3 separate regions of the Mus musculus genome follow, and regions 1 and 2 are each linked to region 3. A link is a contact called in public promoter capture Hi-C data. All regions are on one chromosome and are shown on one strand. The core of a region is the stretch at or near the end of the contact, and the rest is flanking DNA. Distances in the headings are between cores, read along the strand shown. Region 1 holds the start of Acsl4 (acyl-CoA synthetase long-chain family member 4). Region 2 holds the start of Nxt2 (nuclear transport factor 2-like export factor 2). Region 3 holds the start of Prps1 (phosphoribosyl pyrophosphate synthetase 1).

The links. Promoter capture Hi-C pulls out the DNA fragments that hold promoters and counts their contacts.
Region 1: a promoter capture Hi-C map of erythroid cells shows a contact between it and region 3, with 4 times the contacts expected there. The contact joins the promoter of Acsl4 here to the promoter of Prps1 in region 3. A contact is called at or near these places in 3 of 39 promoter capture datasets (cranial neural crest, erythroid cells and pre-B cells).
Region 2: a contact with region 3 is called in a promoter capture Hi-C map of pre-B cells, with 3 times the contacts expected there. The contact joins the promoter of Nxt2 here to the promoter of Prps1 in region 3. A contact is called at or near these places in 3 of 39 promoter capture datasets (the C10 cell line, liver and pre-B cells).

What each region holds. Positions count from the first base shown.
Region 1 is chrX:142,389,254-142,391,953 of GRCm38.p6, forward strand. Acsl4 (acyl-CoA synthetase long-chain family member 4) reads right to left here and starts at 1,282. Exons shown (of 16, transcript NM_207625.2): 1 at 1,052-1,282.
Region 2 is chrX:142,226,753-142,229,452 of GRCm38.p6, forward strand. Nxt2 (nuclear transport factor 2-like export factor 2) reads left to right here and starts at 1,425. Exons shown (of 4, transcript NM_172782.4): 1 at 1,425-1,629. The coding sequence starts at 1,615.
Region 3 is chrX:140,455,303-140,458,002 of GRCm38.p6, forward strand. Prps1 (phosphoribosyl pyrophosphate synthetase 1) reads left to right here and starts at 1,301. Exons shown (of 7, transcript NM_021463.4): 1 at 1,301-1,561. The coding sequence starts at 1,440.

The DNA.
Region 1 (2,700 bases), core at 32-2,531, 1.9 Mb after region 3:
AGACAAAATATGAGAAGGAACCTCGGTTATGCTTGAATCCAACTGCATGACAGCTGAGCATATTTCCACAGAAGAGGAAACTTAGTGGTTGATTAAAACCATGAACCAGTAAAGCAAACTGCTTACTTCTTCAACAAGGTTCATTTCCCCTTATTCCCATCCCTACCGTCGTTTCTACTGAGTGAGAATTGACGATTTTTTTAAGAGGAAAAGTACGAATGAGCAAATTAATTTCAAAAGGATGGAAAAATGTCTTCGAAGGAGATGCTAGAGTAAAAGGAGAAATGACGTCTGATTTCAAATATGTAACCAGTTAGGCAATGAATCACATTCTCCTAGGTTTTTCTGTCTATAGACATCAGCCAGCCACAGATCTTTTCGGTACTCGAATGAGAGGAAGAGGAAGTGAATAAACCTAATATTAACTATACAGCACCTACTGATCGTGGAGATAAAGACGGGAAGAACACAGGGTACAAGCTGCAGCTATGATCCAGCTGTTTGCTAACATACGTAAAGGTATGGATGCTGAGAGAGTATCTATCGAAAGCGAAGGCACCCTCCCCAAATTCAAGAAAGCAGCTGTTTCTAGAACCAAAGACACCACCGCCGCCGCCGCCACCACCACCCGCGAGCGCCCGGACCCTGTTACAGAGTGTCAAGGGAGGGGACAAAATGGAGCTGAGGTCTAGGGGCGACCTAAAGGTCGTTTGGAGGTCTAGCAGGCACTTGGTGTGCTCAAGTCAACTGAGTCTTGGCAAAGCCCGGTACCCCCAGGAGGAAGAGTTCTCTCAGGCTCTCAGGGTACAGCGGGGGTACAGGGAAGAGCCAGGTGGGGTTCTGGAGGATCCCAGAAAGCATCAGAGGAGATAGTGACGGTGGTTCTCTCCATGAGCCAGCGGCCGCAGCCGGAAAGCCGAGCGCCCACCCCCACCCCCCAAACCCCGACCTCCAGCCGGCTCAGGTGAGGATCCGGGAGCACGTCAGGAATAGGGGACTCTCCGGGGCAAGGGCGCAGCAGCCGCATCCTCCCCAGCCTAGGATCACTCACCGAAGGTGCTGCCTCGCTCGCTACGAGTCTGCCACTGGGTCCCGGCCTTAAGAGGAAGGAAGCTCCTGGAGAGGAGCTCGCGTGCCCGCTAGCTCTGGAGCTGCCTGGCAAGGAGGGGCGAGCCGCGGAGACCAGTGGAAAAAAAAAGAGAGAGAGAGGGAGAGAGCCGCAGCGGCGCGCGCGCAACCCGGACAGCCAGCGGAGGCGGGGTCCGGCGCGAGCCCGGAAAAGACGAGCCCGGAGGGGCGGGCGGAGCGGGGGAGCTCGGTGGTGTGGCTGAGCCCGCCGAATCGCAGGCGGCCTCTGGCTCGGCCCACCCACACGCCCGCCTCCGCTCACTAAGGACGTCACCGCCAAAAAGGCGGAGCCCGATCGGGCTTGCAGCTGCTGCAAAGGAGGAGGGCTGCTTCCGAAGGGTCGCAGGTCGCCTAAAGCCTCCCTTGAGCCCGCAGCCACCATGCCGCTCCCGCAGTGCTGGGCAAAATAGCCCACGAGGGCTTAGCGCCCAGTAGTCTAGAGCCGCAGAACTGGCCCACGCCCTAGCGGGCTACCCGGGACTCCACCCAGGATGAAAGTTCCCCCGGGGTCATCTTCCAGCTGCCCTTAGTTAGATACCTATCTTTGGACTGCCTCGTGCTTCCTATGGGAGAGAGATCTTAACCTAGCTCCTGAAAGCCAAAGCCTTCTATCCTTTTATCTGTTGCCTTGAGCTGTATTAAGATTCCCTGCTCACTCGGGCTTATGAAATATTTCCTGAAGGCAGGGTTTTGCGCGTCACTCAGCAAAAGAGCCCACAACTGATAAAAAGTCAGTGCAGTACCGTGAGATTCTATTGCTTCTGAGACTTCTTGATAAAGGCCATTTTAATCCCCCCAAGAATTGAGAAATTATTGTTCGTAATAAATTCCAAAAGGTATCTCAGGACTTCAAGACAAAACTGTAATTGCGAATAATAAGCCACAACAAACTACCAAGAATAAGTTGCCAGAAGAAATTCTATTCTTCCAGTTCCATGACCGGCTGCTTTTTTGCTTCCTGTTACGGCTGTTTTACTAGCTACTTTTCATTTCTCTTACAGAATGACTGTGTCTGCTACACACACGTACAATAGCTTGCCTCACATTGCTGGCTTCAGTAGTGCTTTAGGCTTTGTGTGTCATAATCATCTGGGATGTTTGTTCCAATGGGAATACCTGGAGAAATAATCCTCAGATGTTTTGATGTGGGTTTTGATTTGGTGAAATTTTTTAATTTTGGATTTTTAAGAAGCACCCCTGCCGGGCGTGGTAGCGCACGCCTTTAATCCCAGCACTCCGGAGGCAGAGGCAGGCGGATTTCTGAGTTCGAGGCCAGCCTGGTCTACAAAAGTGAGGTCCAGGACAGCCAGGGCTACACAGAGAAACCCTGTCTCGAAAAGCCAAAAAAAAAAAAAAAAAAAAAAAGAAGAAGAAGAAGAAGAAGAAGCACCCCGAATGACAGTATTAGTGTGCCTGGCTGAGAGCAGAAATGTCCAGCTTGTTTGAATGTTGTTCTACAGCTGTAGCACTCATTTCATTTCCAATAGAGCCACCAACTTGGGTATAAGGCACTCATGTGCTTTTCCTTTCACAAGATTGACCTAGAAAGTTCAGGACTTCAAACAACAAACT
Region 2 (2,700 bases), core at 175-2,674, 1.8 Mb after region 3:
CACGCGCAGTGACGTTCAGTTGCTCAGCTTTGGAGAAGTGAGCGGTAACCGTTAGTGGGATAGTGAGAGCTGACGGAGGATAAAGATATGAAAAAATTTCGAAGTAACTGGTCCAATGGGGACCAACATTTTGGAAACTCGGGCAGTTCCTGGGTGGAGCCACAAATCAACTACAAATAGTAAGTTTATAGAAATATTTTGATTCAAAAATTAGAAGTCCGGCGGTAGCCGCTTTGAAATCATTGGTTTTTTTAAAAAATGGCAGTGATATTTAAAAATGGGAATGGGTGGGTAGGGAAGTGGGGGACTTTTGGGATAGCATTGGAAATGTAATTGAGGAAAATACGTAATAAAAAAAAAATGGCAGTGGGAACCGGGCGGTCGTGGGAGCCGGGCAGTCGTGGCGCACGCCTTTAATCCCAGCACTCAGGAGGCAGAGGCAGGCAGATTTCTGACTTCGAGGCCAGCCTGGTCTACAGAGTGAGTTCCAGGACAGCCAGGGCTATACAGAGAAACACTGTCTCGAAAAAAAACAAAAACAAAAAACAAAACAAAACAAAACAAAAACCAAAAAACAAAAACAAACAAAAAATGGCAGTGGAGTAGTGAAACATTACTTGTACTTAAATCCTAGGTAGTCGCTGGTTAATCACTTTTTTAAATAGACTGATAAGAAAATAATATTTAACTTATAGTTGTCATAAATAATTGAGTATGAGTAAAAATGTTTAGAAACGTGCTTGTGATCACTACTAAACTGTTTCTTGTCCTGCTGTTCTTGAATACGCTGTGGAAACACACACCGTAGGGTTTAGGGGGGTAGTCCTTGTTATATAATCCCCCCAGAGTGGCGAGAATCCGTGAAATGCTTGTATATTAAACCGTGAGAAATTGTAGGCAGCCCAGCGAAGCTTAGTGGCCAAGGCTCAAAATGGAGAACATTTTAGAACTTTAAACAGTTTTTAAACCCCACTGGCCGTACTTTAAACAGTTTTCAGCACCCCCTGTACTTTAAAATTTTTCAGCCCTCGTGCAGTTGGCGGTTGGTGTTACTTTCCATAAGTTCTGCCCCCTTTTCCTATTGGCTACGGACATAGATTCCCCCCCCCCCCGTTTCTCGTTGGCCTTCAAATTTTGGCCCCGCCTCCTCGTGTGAAGAGGTTCCCACCCAAAATTGAATATTTAATATTAACTTGTGCCAGGACAGGTAGCTGGGAACTTGAGATGTATTTGTTTTCCATATTAAGCTTACAAAAGCAAGGTCCTCCCCTTCTGTTTTGTTGGGGTTTTGGGGGGATGGTGTAGGTTGGTTAGTTTTTTCGTTTATCTGTTTCTCTTATGGTAAATAAACAGTTTGCAAGTAATTTAAAACGGATGGGCGGGATCACTCGGAACTGAAGGGAAACGCTGCTTAAAGTTGGAACATCGGGGTGATTTTAACACCGGACTGAGCTACTTCCGGGGGACAATGGGCGGGTTGAGAAATCTGTGCCATTGGCGAGGTTCGTTTTGTTGCTAAACATCTCATCCTTCCACAGCCAAAGGACCCAGACGAGCGCGGAAGTGCGGACATCTCCGGGGCCAGCTCTGGAGCAGACCATTTCCAGCCCCCTGATGGCCTTGGCAGTGGTGAGTGCGTGACACCTCCTGGCGCCCGCGGCTTGGCCGAGGAGCAAGCAAGCTAGGGCTCGGGCAGCGGAGGGGAGGGGAGGGCAGCGGAGGGGAGGGCAGCCGAGGGGAGGGCAGCGGAGGGGAGGGCAGCCGAGGGGAGGGGAGGGAGAGGGGAAGGGAGGGGAGGGGAGGGGAGGGGGGAGGGGAGGGGAGGGAGAAGGGAGGAGGCGCGAGCATGAGCGAGTGGCGAATCAGGCTCCAGCCCGCCAGCCCCTGGGGCGGAGCTCGCGCCCTCCGCCCGCCCCCTGCTCCGGAGATGGAGCGGCTGGTGGGAGTCCAGCAGCCTGTGTGAGGATGCAGCTCTGTGGCCGGTGGCTTTAGGTGGCCCTCTTTCCGTTGGCGCTTAAAGATAGATAGATAGATGATAGATAGATAGATAGATAGATAGATAGATAGATAGATAGATAGATAGATAGATAGATAGATAGATAGAGCAAGCAAAAGCTCCGGATCCCTGAAAAAGGGTGGCGATTGTTTTTATTTATTTCAAAGACTAGAACTGCCTCCACAAAAGGGTTACTTCATCAGGGATACTCTGGTGAGAATGGATCTGAGGGGTTTCATTTCTTAGGTTCTGCAATTCACTTCCAGACACGAGTGAGTGGTTATATAACGTAAGAAAAATGTCTCCGTGAGGCTGCTTAGACGTTCACTTCTATTTTGACAGGTTTTTTTTTTTTTTGGTTTTTTTGTTTGTTTGTTTGTTTTTTAATCGCAGTAGCTTTTGAGCTTGGTCATAAGCGCTTGAAATGAAGCGCTTTGCTAGCCTACTCAATAATTGCCCACACTTCACACCTAGGGTCCCTGCCTCTGCACATCTCCGAGTTACAGATACATGCCAAGCAAAGAACCAAGATTCATATGTGACGAATGAAAAGATGGGAGATGAATGTGTTTTAAAGACATACACCTAAAACTAGCAGCAGATTTTCAAGCAGAAATTTGTGCCTTAATCTTAATACTCAAATTTATGTCATAGGAGTGGAATTCAAATGCAGCTTTAGAATGATGAGCATAAATTGACAACTT
Region 3 (2,700 bases), core at 51-2,550:
TGCTGAGAACCAAATGTGGGTCATCTGCAAAAGCAATACTTGTTCTGAACCGCTGAGCCATCTCTTCAGTCCCCAAAGTGGTTTGGGTTAGCTCCTTGCCGGACAATTTTAAGAGCAACAATACAGAGAGAGCAGGGGGCTCTCTATGTAGCTCTAGCTGTTCTGGAACTCACTAGACAAGACTGGCTTCGAACTCATAGAGATAAGCCCAATTCATAAGTGCTGATAATTCCAATGTGCCCAGCTGTCAAAGCCTGGCTGGGCAGTGATGCTGCATGCCTTTAATCCTAGAGACAGGATTTCTCTGTATCTCCTTGGCTGTCCTGGATCTCACTTTGCCTCCAGAGTGCTGAAATTAAAGGTGTGAGCCACCACGCCTGGCTCAGAGTCACATTGTGTGTACGAGGCTAGCTTGGGACTCATGATCCCCCCTGACTAAGTCTCCTTAGTGTTAAGATGATAAGCATGTACCACCATACCTGGTAGTCATGATTTTGGTTTTGTTGATTGTTGCTGCTTTGAGACAAGATCTCACTATATATCTCTGGTGGCCCTGAACTCCCTTTGTACATCAGTCTGGCTTAGAACTGACATAGATCTGCCTGCCTGCCTCCTCCAGAATACTAGGATTAAAGGTGTATGCCACCTTGGTACTGATTTTTTTTTTATTCTAAAATTGTGTGACTCTTCCTTTACATCTAATTCATGGCTGTCTGGAATACTGTTAAAACAGAGTCTGCACTAGTTTGCACAAGTTTGCACTGGTCCAGTTAGCGTGTGTAAAAGGCTAGGTTAGCCAGATTACCTTGTAATTGTGGCAGACTTAAACACTATGCTGATTCTTTCAGGGTTCTTCATGGATAATACTTTACTTTTTCTTCTTCCAATCTTTAGCTAATCATAATTTTATCACCCAGATATTTGGGGAAAGCCACACTCCTTCTCTAATTGAGCAAACTAGAATCCAGTGATAAGGACAAAACATTAACTTTCTCTCGCATTGTCCCAGGGTGACTCACCTTCAGTCACTTTCCCCTAGGGCTTGCCTTCCAGGTAGAAAGTACACTTGGTATTTAGAGTTGGTAAACAAGCCCTTTGCCTGCGATGCGCCTGCGTTGTGGCTATCTTTGTGATGTAAAAAGTGCTTTAATTTAACCCGTTTCACGCCTCTGAACAAATTACCAGAGAGTGGTTGGGCGGCAACATTACCGGAAGACTCCGCCCCTCACACCCGTCCAACCAATCAGAAAAGGCTGGGTGGAGAACTTCCTTTGTAATCCCGCCCCCTGGGCAATTTAATGCCGCGCGCTGGGCGGGAATGTAAGATGGCGGAGTAGCAACGCGGTACTGTTGGTGTTCAGACTGCCTGCTGACTTCCGTTCCCGTGTTGGCAGCGGCGGCGGCGGCGACCACTGAGCACGTTGAGGTAGTTACCCAAGATGCCGAATATCAAAATCTTCAGCGGGAGCTCCCACCAGGACTTATCCCAGAAAATCGCTGACCGCCTGGGCCTTGAGCTAGGCAAGGTGGTGACTAAGAAATTCAGCAACCAGGAGACCTGGTAAGGACGCAATTGGTACCTTGAGTGTACCTGACCTGCCCAGGCCATGGCAACTCGGGGGATGGAGCGGCCGTGGGATTTCCTGGCAGCAGAGGATGGGCAGAAAGGGGCAGCAGAGGTTAGCTTGCCTCGCGGGTTGTTCCGTTATTTTACCTCCCGAGAGGGTCGCGTTCATCCTCGCTGCGCGCGGTTAGGTGGAGCCAAGATGGAGATGGGAGCTGAGGCCGCTACGTTTGGGGGTTGGGGATGGAGGATCTAATGTCGGGGGGTAATGGCCTCCTGGAATGTCTGGAGGTGTACGGGCGCTTAGCTTTGGGCATGGGGACACGTGGCTTGTCGCTTCACTGTGGAGCCAGTAGATTGGATTCGGTTCACTTTCCGCGCGTCGACTGGTGTACATCAGAGAACCTATGGCGTTCTGAGCCCCATCGTGGTCTTTTTCCTAGATTTGAAAAGCTTTTTGGTTGGAAATGGTAGCGTTCTGGTTTGGTCTTGGGAAACATTGTGTTCTGAGGGCGCGAAAACGTTACCACGTTCCCTTAGACTGGCACGGTGTCGGCTTTTCCTATCCTGTCTGTCGAGGAATCAAACCACCCTTAAGTTAAATTCAGTAGATGGGGTAAAGTGGTTGCTTTGAGCTCAACATCCTTGATCTTCGACATCTCAGCTTAAGTCATCCCAAAAAAATAGGGAAACCTTAGTTGTAGAATTCGAATTTTTGACGGTTTCCAATTCCGCTACTGGCAGACATAATAATACAAGCACTCCGCCCCTCCTCCATTGTAGCCACTTCTTAGTGTTAAATGCGTGAGGATTTAGGGAACGACTTACACGTGAGTGTTCAGTGACAAAATAATAACGCAGTGGAAGAGCTAGCTCAAACAGCAAAGGGAAATTTGAATGTCGTCTTTTTGGTGCTCTGCTATAAAACTCGTGGCCCAGCACTGGTGTGCTGTCGCATGCCACTAGGCAAGAGCAGGAGAAGCAAGTTTGAAGCAAGCCTAGTCTGCATAGTTAACTCTAGACTAGTCAGGACTATGTAGTGAGACGGTCTCCGAAAAATTGCTAACAGAACTGTCTTAGCCCCAGTCATCATCCACATGCACTATTGGACCGTGCTTCTTTTAGTGCCCCCTTCC